2 separate regions of the Rattus norvegicus genome follow, and region 1 is linked to region 2. The links are chromatin contacts, called in public Hi-C maps. All regions are on one chromosome and are shown on one strand. The core of a region is the stretch at or near the end of the contact, and the rest is flanking DNA. Distances in the headings are between cores, read along the strand shown. Region 1 overlaps Usp12 (ubiquitin specific peptidase 12). Region 2 holds the start of Rpl21 (ribosomal protein L21).

Region 1 (4,110 bases), core at 545-3,044, 63 kb before region 2:
GTATCTTTTAAAAAAACTCAAAATTAACCGGACCTGAATATGATATGGCTTTATGACTGTCTAGCAAGAGCAGCCGTTCTGGACAGGGCTGCAGAGTTTCACTATCAAATGCATTTTTATGCCGTATCTACACCAAGACTGAATATCCAGGACAGACCTGGAACTAGGAAAATAATAATTTTTTCTTTGTTAAGTTTCAGTAGTGTAAAGTCGTGTTCAGTTAAATTCCAAAGTTCTTACCAGGCTTTAAGGACACAGGCACCTCCCAGCGGGGAGCTTTTACGTAGCCTTACATGTGCAATGCCACTAGCTAAAGAACTCTTAAATACTGAGAGGTCACTCTTATAATTATAAGTCAAACTTTTGCTAGGAGAATTCTGTTGCCAGAACTGTGAAATTAGGCTGAAAGTGTTACCTCCTTTCAACCACAGGTCACTTTAAATCCTCATGACACAAGCGGGTCCTGTAAGGAAGGGGGAAGTACACTGACTCAGTGCTCGAAGCGTCAAGGCTGGAGCGCACTTACATTGACTAATCCAAAATAGTGCTCGTTGACCGGAAACTGTTCTGGACCAATCTCTTTCTCTAATGCCGAGGCATTGGCGCCCTGTAAAACGAAAACCACAAATATCAGGATTTATAGTATTTCTATAATGTCCAGTCATATAGGCTGAGACATCCTTTAAAAGGCCATACTCAAATTACAGCAAATTAACATTATTCAAAAACAGTTGATATTGAAAATGAATAGCTTTTAGTCATATGACTTAATACTAGTTTATACAAATCAGTCAGGAATCACGCTCCTAGCACACTCCCCACCCCCAAGTAATCAAGGAAAACTTCTGACTTGTATGCCGTAATAGGACAAGACTTTGCTGGCAACCACCGTGGAGCCAAAAGGAAGGAAGGGAAGGCTCGCACAGTGCAGGACCCAGCCAGCCTGGGCAGCAGGACCCCTAAAGGACGGGAGATCCAACTGGACCAGTGCCGATAACCTACTGTCCTACAGGAAGACCCAGAAGTATCAGTCAGATGCCCACAGGGTAAGCAGCATCAATGACCCTGCATGGCACAGGAACTCCCAATAGGGAGGCAGACTTTCTGGACTCAGAAACACTAGAAGGGAGCCAGAAGCAAGCAGACAGACAGACAGACAGAGCATGCACTTCCTCCCATTCACATCAATACCCGTGCAGCCCCTGCTCTGTGTCCTGACCTCCCCACTGCCCCCTCCCTAAGGCTGCTTTCTTCCCTACTCTCCCTTTTTCATGGTCTTCTCCCAAAGTCAGCCACTGGCCTGACTGCTGGGCCCCAATGTCCCAGCCTCCTGAGAGATGGCACTTTTCTGAGCATATTTATTATTTTTAAAAATGGTTTATATTTTTCCTATTTTTTATGTGTATGTGTGTACTGAGTGTGGTTATTACATGCATGTGAGTGCAGGTGTCCCGGGAGCTGGAGTGACAGGAGCTGGGAGCTGTCCGACATGGGGGATGAAGTGGCCTCAGGTCCTCCTGAAGAACAGCTGAGCAAACTCTCCAGAACCTGGTCCTACTTCTTTTTTTTTTCTTTTTTCTTTTCTTTTTTTTTTCGGAGCTGGGGACCGAACCCAGGGCCTTGCACTTGCTAGGCAAACGCTCTACCACTGAGCTAAATCCCCAACCCCCTGGTCCCACTTCTTTACCTTTCCTTTCAGTCTACTTTTAGCCAAGAAATAGTTCAGCCCCACAGGAAGACAAGAAGGAAATGTGCCTGACTCATGGCTACTGCTGAGAGGGCAGAAAGAGAAAATAAATCCCTTCCAACGGCGACTCACAGCCACAAGCTGGACCCTATGAAACCTAACATGTGGGTCAGTGCAATTACCAACAGCGTCAGACCCACCCAGGAAAGCAGCTCAACCGTGCCTTAAAGGAAGTGTCTTTTCTATCCCACAAACGGCAAAATTACTCACACTGTGGAAGGTGGATTCAATTCCCCCACACAAAAAAAGTTGGAGCAACATGCTAAGAAGTTTGAGTTCTGAGTGAGAATTACTAACGCAGGTTAGCGCACATGAAGAGCAAAGGCAACAGATCACAAAGCTCCAAGGCAGAAGTCCCCAGAGCGGCAGCGGCAGAGAGAAGCCAGCACTGCCAACAAAGAGCAGGCACCGGGCATGAGCCTGAGACCCTAAAGGTCAACAGTGTTCCTAGAAAAGACAGAATACTTCAGCAGTCATAATAAAACCTGTGATGTCAATCAAGCAAGGTTGCTTTAACCCATTTTTCTGCCAATGGGTGGCCAACTAAAACTCATTTTATTAATAACAGAAATGGTGGTGCACACCTTGAATCCCAGTGCTCAGGAGACAGAGGCAGGTGGATCTCACCAGCCTGGTCTACAGATCGAGTTTTAGGAGAGAAACCCCTGTGTTCACCCCCTACCCAAATATTTTACAAAAACCGATCAAATGAGAATATGAATCCACTATGGAAGGGACGGGAAGCAGGCACGCTAGACTGTAAAGCTACAGGCCCAAGTCTGGCCTGGGCGCTGCTGCTCTGCCTGGGCCTGGGTTTCCTGAGGAGCACAGTCCCATGCCTGCGCTGTCTTCCCGTCCACAAGTAGGCATGGCAGCTCACTACACTTCACTAAAGCATGGGCTACAATGTAGCACACTCCGCCAAAGACCAGCGTCTAGAACAAGAGACAGAGGAGCCAGTCTCACAGGTCAATTGTTACAGAGAATTATGGTGTTAGGTTATATTAGATACAGATAATTAAGATACACAGACAGTAAGACTTGCCGGCCACAGGCAAAGGCCAGGTGTACCTCTCCCAACCGCTCACAACATATTTTTGGAAAGGTGAGGACTTTCCATACAGAGAGATTATCATCAAAGGATGACACTGGCCTGTCGCCCTGACAGTAAGAAAGCAGTAATATGCTAGCCTCTGCTGGTAAAGCAAGGAGAGCATCTGACCGTTTCCCTCTCCAACATAGGAACTCATCCAACAAGTCTTCCTTCTACCTGTTTCAGAAATACAAAATCACACGAAAGCACGCTGATACCCTGTGCTGTTTTCATTAAAATAATTCACTTACTTTAGGATAAGCATGATGTCTGTAGAAATAAGCTAGAAATTAGAAGTCTCCTGCCTCCAAAGTCCACATTCAAGGCCAGATGTGTGTGTTTTGGGGACATGAGGACATGCTACTTTGGAAAGTTAATTATGAGTAATGTTCATGTTTGTGTGAAATGGTAATGCATGTCACTGAGAAATAAGTGATTGTGTAGCATCTGGACCTGCTACCTAAGAAATGGAAGTATGCATTGTGTTTGCATGCTACACAGTTATTCTAAACTATTATATCTCACTTTTCCTGTTGTTTAATGAGAAAATTCAATAAATTCTTCTCAGTTTCATGTTTCAACCTTATTTTAGAAGCTAGCACTTCTCATTGCCAGGTTGAGCACTGAACAGTCGGCTGAGGTAAGTGCATTAAAGAGAACAGCCAAACCAGGAAGGAAAGAAGCCGCTGTGGGGTGAGGAAGCCAGTGACCTTGGAAAACTAAGAAAGCTTCTGGAGGGAAGGAAGGACGGAAGCAGCCGTGCAGTGGGAGGGCATGAACGCCACATCCTGAGAGCAGGCAGAACCTTCTCAAGTACAGGGCAATGCCCACACCACAGCTTCATACCGTACAGGAGAACGGAGCTTAACCCTCTCTCACACCTGTCCTAGAATGAACTAAAAATCCACTGAGGTCAACAAATGATACAAGAAAACAAACCCTATTTATACGGAGTTAGGAAGCACCAGAGAGAGAGAAAACAGGCCAGGATCAGAGAAGACGTCTAATCTGATGTCTGCCAAAAGGCTAGGAAGCAATGAAACTCCAAATGTGTGTGTCTCTCATCTCTGGACTTGCTTGCTGAATTTGATTCTTGAAATAAAAGCCACATATGCATTTAATGCTGGTACTCAGGCGGTTGAGGCCCTGTGGGTTCAAGGCCATCCTGGTCTACATAGAGTTCCAGGCCAACTTGATCTACATAGTGGGTTCCAGGACAGACATAGTTGCACAGTGAGACCCTGTGTAGAAAATAAGGGGGGGGGGGGGG
Region 2 (4,022 bases), core at 1,297-3,796:
GCTTTATTAAGAGAGAGAACAAATAATTTAATTTTTATCAAGAGAAAAGTAAATTGTCATGTACCTTACCCGATCTTAGTCAAAAGACCAGGAATGAAGTCACATTTCAGTATATCCATACAGTGCCATACTAGTTAACGCTAAAAAGTGTTGAACTACTGACACGTGCAACTCGACCGAATATCGAAAACACTAAGTAGAATAAAAAATGAGAGGAAAAAAAGAACATAAATATGGTGCTGTACATGCAGTTAAACAACAATATTTTTACAGAACCCGGGATACTGAGCAGGGGTGTAGCCTCACAGAGCTTGTCTGGCATACACCGTGCCTTAGATTCAGTTCTCTAGCCCCTTTGTTTCAAGAAAGAAAGAGACAAAAGAAATAATGGAAAGTAGAGATCAGAAATGAGGCTATTTCATGATTCTGATGAGAGAGTAGATTGACTAGGAAACATTTTGTATATTGACTGCAGGTACAGGTTATGAAGCTTAAAAATGTTAGTATAAAAACATCCAGTTGTGGGGTTGGGGATTTAGCTCAGTGGTAGAGTGCTTGCCTAGCAAGCGCAAGGCCCTGGGTTCGGTCCCCAGCTCTGAAAAAAAAAAAAAAGACAAAATAACAAAACATCCAGTTGTGCACTGAGGGTCTGAATATTTAGCCTAAGTCAACTTATGCTAGTTGCTTATTAGCAACTCTCAACTTATATACCTGAATATGTATGTGCATATACACAGAGGCATGCTAACACACACGTGCGCACGTGCACACACACACACACACACACACACACACACACACACACACACATCACAGACAATGAGTAAGGTCTAAAACAATGGCCCAGAGCAAGAACATGTTTCATTCTGGTATTCATTTTTGTATAGCATTTTCATCTTCTTAACTCTTAGGCTAGCACTAGTATTATTTTGTTTACACTCAACCCAAATCAACTCAAGTAAGCAATATGCTAAAAAAAAAAAAAAAAAAACAGAAAAACTGGGCCAGATATGGTGGTGTCCACCTTTGATCTCAGCACCCAGGAAGCAGAGGCAGGCAGAATCCTCTAAGTTTCAAATCTGTCATAGTAACATAATGAGACTCTATCTCAAAATCAAACAAAAAATTGCTTTGGGGATAAAATTTTGCTATGACCAAGATAAAAATTAATTATAAGCAACTGTACATAATTTGGTCATAGATATTAAAGTTTGCAAACCCCTGGTTAATTAAATCAGTTATGTTTTTCACACACTCTGAGATGGGGCTTCAATGTTATCCCACAGTCTTCCAATTAGACGGTCATCAGCTAGCATGAATGAATGGGATTTCAAACAACAAAACCTAACCCTGGCTGGACATGTCATTCACTGGATTTTAATGAATTTATTATTGGGGTTTATTAGCAGGATACAGTGGTTTTTCAGAGTTCATAAATATTCAAGGATGAGGCTTGGAAGCAGGCAGAAGCCGCGGGAAGTGAGCGGACTCCAGTCATCAGGCTCTCCCTGAGCAAGGCTGGACAGCAATCTCATCAGCTCGGTCCCAACACTATACAGTCCAGAGTAAAGATCAGAGATCTCCTGGCTGAACCAGCACATTGGGGGGACTATTGCATAAGTGCAACGAGGATCCCAATAGCTATTATAAAAACGTCCGTCTCTCAAAGTCCTCGTCTATTATCCGGGCGTTTCAAATATCCAATTCGGTTTTGCCAATAAATTATTAGGAATACTGCGTCCAATATGACTGACTAAATAAACACCCTTATCTATAGCCAGTGAGGCAGTCAGGAAGGGAAGTGAGGCTAACGGGGGTGAATATGATGAGAGTATTTTACACACACACACGCCTGCCTTAACCTATCATTTTGTACAGTTAATATACACTAATCAAGATAGGCGAGTGTCTGGACAGGTTCAAACTACAGATACAAGAGGAAGGGAAACCAAAATGAGGATTTTTTTGAGACAGGGTCTCAATTATATGGCTCAGGACAGTTTCGAAATTTAGGAAGATGTTCTTGCCTCTGCCTCCCGAAGGCTGGGATTATGAGCATGCGCACCATGCATGGCTTTTCAAACTTTAACATATCAGTAGGTGCGTTGTTTAACAACTTCTGGAGAAAAACTTGAAATACACACAGACAAGGTTTTTGTCCACACGTAACTGTTTGCCTACGCGACTCACGCTACGAACACTAAGACGCAGCGCACCACAGAACGTAGGACAAGACAGAGGAGAGGCGGTCCCTCACGTCACATGACGCAGGGTAACGTCAGCACGCTACGGAAGTCGCGTCTGGCTCTAAGCCCGCGAGGGCCCCATTCTGGGCTGTTTAACACGATGCCTGTGTGAGTTTCTGTTGGCCTGCTGTCTTCAATCTGTGCAAAGGAGAGCATGCTCACGGAGTCTCTAGGTTATCGGGGCGATGGAGGTTCTCTCGAAGATCCTCTCAGGCCGGCCGTTTCTCTTCAGGCGGCGCCGTGGGCAGCCCGCGGGCCTTGTAAGAGCGCGCAGCCCCTCCCTCTTCCTTTCCGCCGGGGCAGCCATCTTCCAGGTTGGTGTGCGCGTGGCTCTCTGGTCTTAGGCGCCGCACACGCTGCGTGAGGAGCCCAGGCCGCGGAGACTGCCTGTTAGGGTCGTGGGGAGACTGTCTGGAGGCCACTCCCCTGTGCGGCGTGTGCTAGGGGGCTTCTATCCGGGGTAACTGGGCCTGGCCCAGTCTTGGTTGCCGGGCATCGGCCTAACTCCAAACTTGAGCATGTGCTGTTGGGTTAGGACTTACGATTCTGGGTCTTAACGATATCTGGGTGTGTACAATCCTGGAATTGGCTCGGGCGAGAAGGGTGCCCGCCGGGTCAGCCTGGTAATGATATAGATGTAATGGGGATCCCACCTCCGGATGCATGAAACACTTAGCAATTTGCAAATTTTGGCCCTTAGAAGACGAGAGTAGGGAAGGAAGGTAACATTAAGGCTGCAAGGTCAGTTGGTTACCTAGTACACCATGCTTTGGGGCTTCCCATGTTGGTTAGGAATGGCAGGTATTTCTGCCCTGTATGACTGGAGTAATCCAACCTTGTTGGTTCGTGGGAAAACAAGATCTGGCTCTAAGTATGTGTAGTTGGTAAGTTCTTAGACGGTGCTAAATTAGCTGCCAATTGAGTAGTCTTAGTCTTCCTGTGCCAAAAATCTGCGGGTTCTGTGTTATCTTTGCTGCCTATAGAACTAGTCTATTTTCAGGGAGGAATGTGAGCTTAAGTGTTCTTTGTAGCAGAGAGCATTGGGGCTTGCATTAAATTTAGTGGGAATCTGGTTTTTCTCTACATGCTTCCTAATACATTAGCAAGTGGAAGTGTGGAATTAAGAGTTTTGATAGAAAACTAGGTTGGTAAAAATGAAACTAGCATCGAAGATCAGGCTGAGTTTGGTGGTCTCCAAGTTATCCTGGAGTTGTAGGCTTCATTGTCTTGGCATTCTAGACCCTTTTACATGAAGATAATGAGTATGTTGGCTTAAGTTTTAATATACAGCCCTGCTGGTTCTAATGACGGAATTTGGGCTCTTCTGCTAAGAGGAATAGTGGGCACCCATCTTTAATTCTAGTGCTTCATGAGGTTGAGGGAGCCTGCTCTGTGTGACATCCCCCTGATAAATTTAAAAGGCAATGTAAACACTGGAAGGAGGTTAATGGGACAGTGCTAACATTAAATTTGAATTGTTATTTCTGGTTTCAGTAACTCGCCAAAATGACGAACACAAAAGGAAAGAGGAGGGGTACTCGGTATATGTTCTCTAGACCTTTTAGGAAACATGGTAAGTGGCACGATCCTCTTTGATACTTATGATTGCATTTATCTGTGTCCCAGCTTGTTAAATGGTGGCTTGTTAGCAGCATTCGCTTGTGTTCTGCCATAAGGAGAAGTGCATCTCATAGTTCATAATTGTCTGCAGGCTCACCCTGCAAAGAAGTGGCATGTCTTACTTTGACTGGCTTTGCTTGTAGGAAAAAATCGTCC

Evidence for each region. Hi-C and Micro-C count contacts between places; a contact is called where the count stands out from the background.
Region 1: a contact with region 2 is called in a Hi-C map of the A7r5 cell line, with 1.6 times the contacts expected there. The contact joins the enhancer-like site here to the promoter of Rpl21 in region 2. A contact is called at or near these places in 5 of 12 Hi-C or Micro-C datasets (the A7r5 cell line, hepatocytes, kidney and 1 more).

The regions. Positions count from the first base shown.
Region 1 is chr12:13,446,610-13,450,719 of GRCr8, reverse strand. It overlaps Usp12 (ubiquitin specific peptidase 12), which reads right to left. Exons shown (of 9, transcript NM_001166576.2): 2 at 527-607. Among named protein-coding and RNA genes, the nearest start is that of Usp12, 25 kb to the right of the region's middle. Within about 2 kb of position 1,794, at least 2 of the 93 cell types and tissues checked have an H3K27ac peak or open chromatin away from gene starts, as enhancers often do. A contact at or near this core is called in the A7r5 cell line, where this site is marked.
Region 2 is chr12:13,384,677-13,388,698 of GRCr8, reverse strand. Rpl21 (ribosomal protein L21) reads left to right here and starts at 2,546. Exons shown (of 6, transcript NM_053330.2): 1 at 2,546-2,560; 2 at 3,741-3,819. The coding sequence starts at 3,753.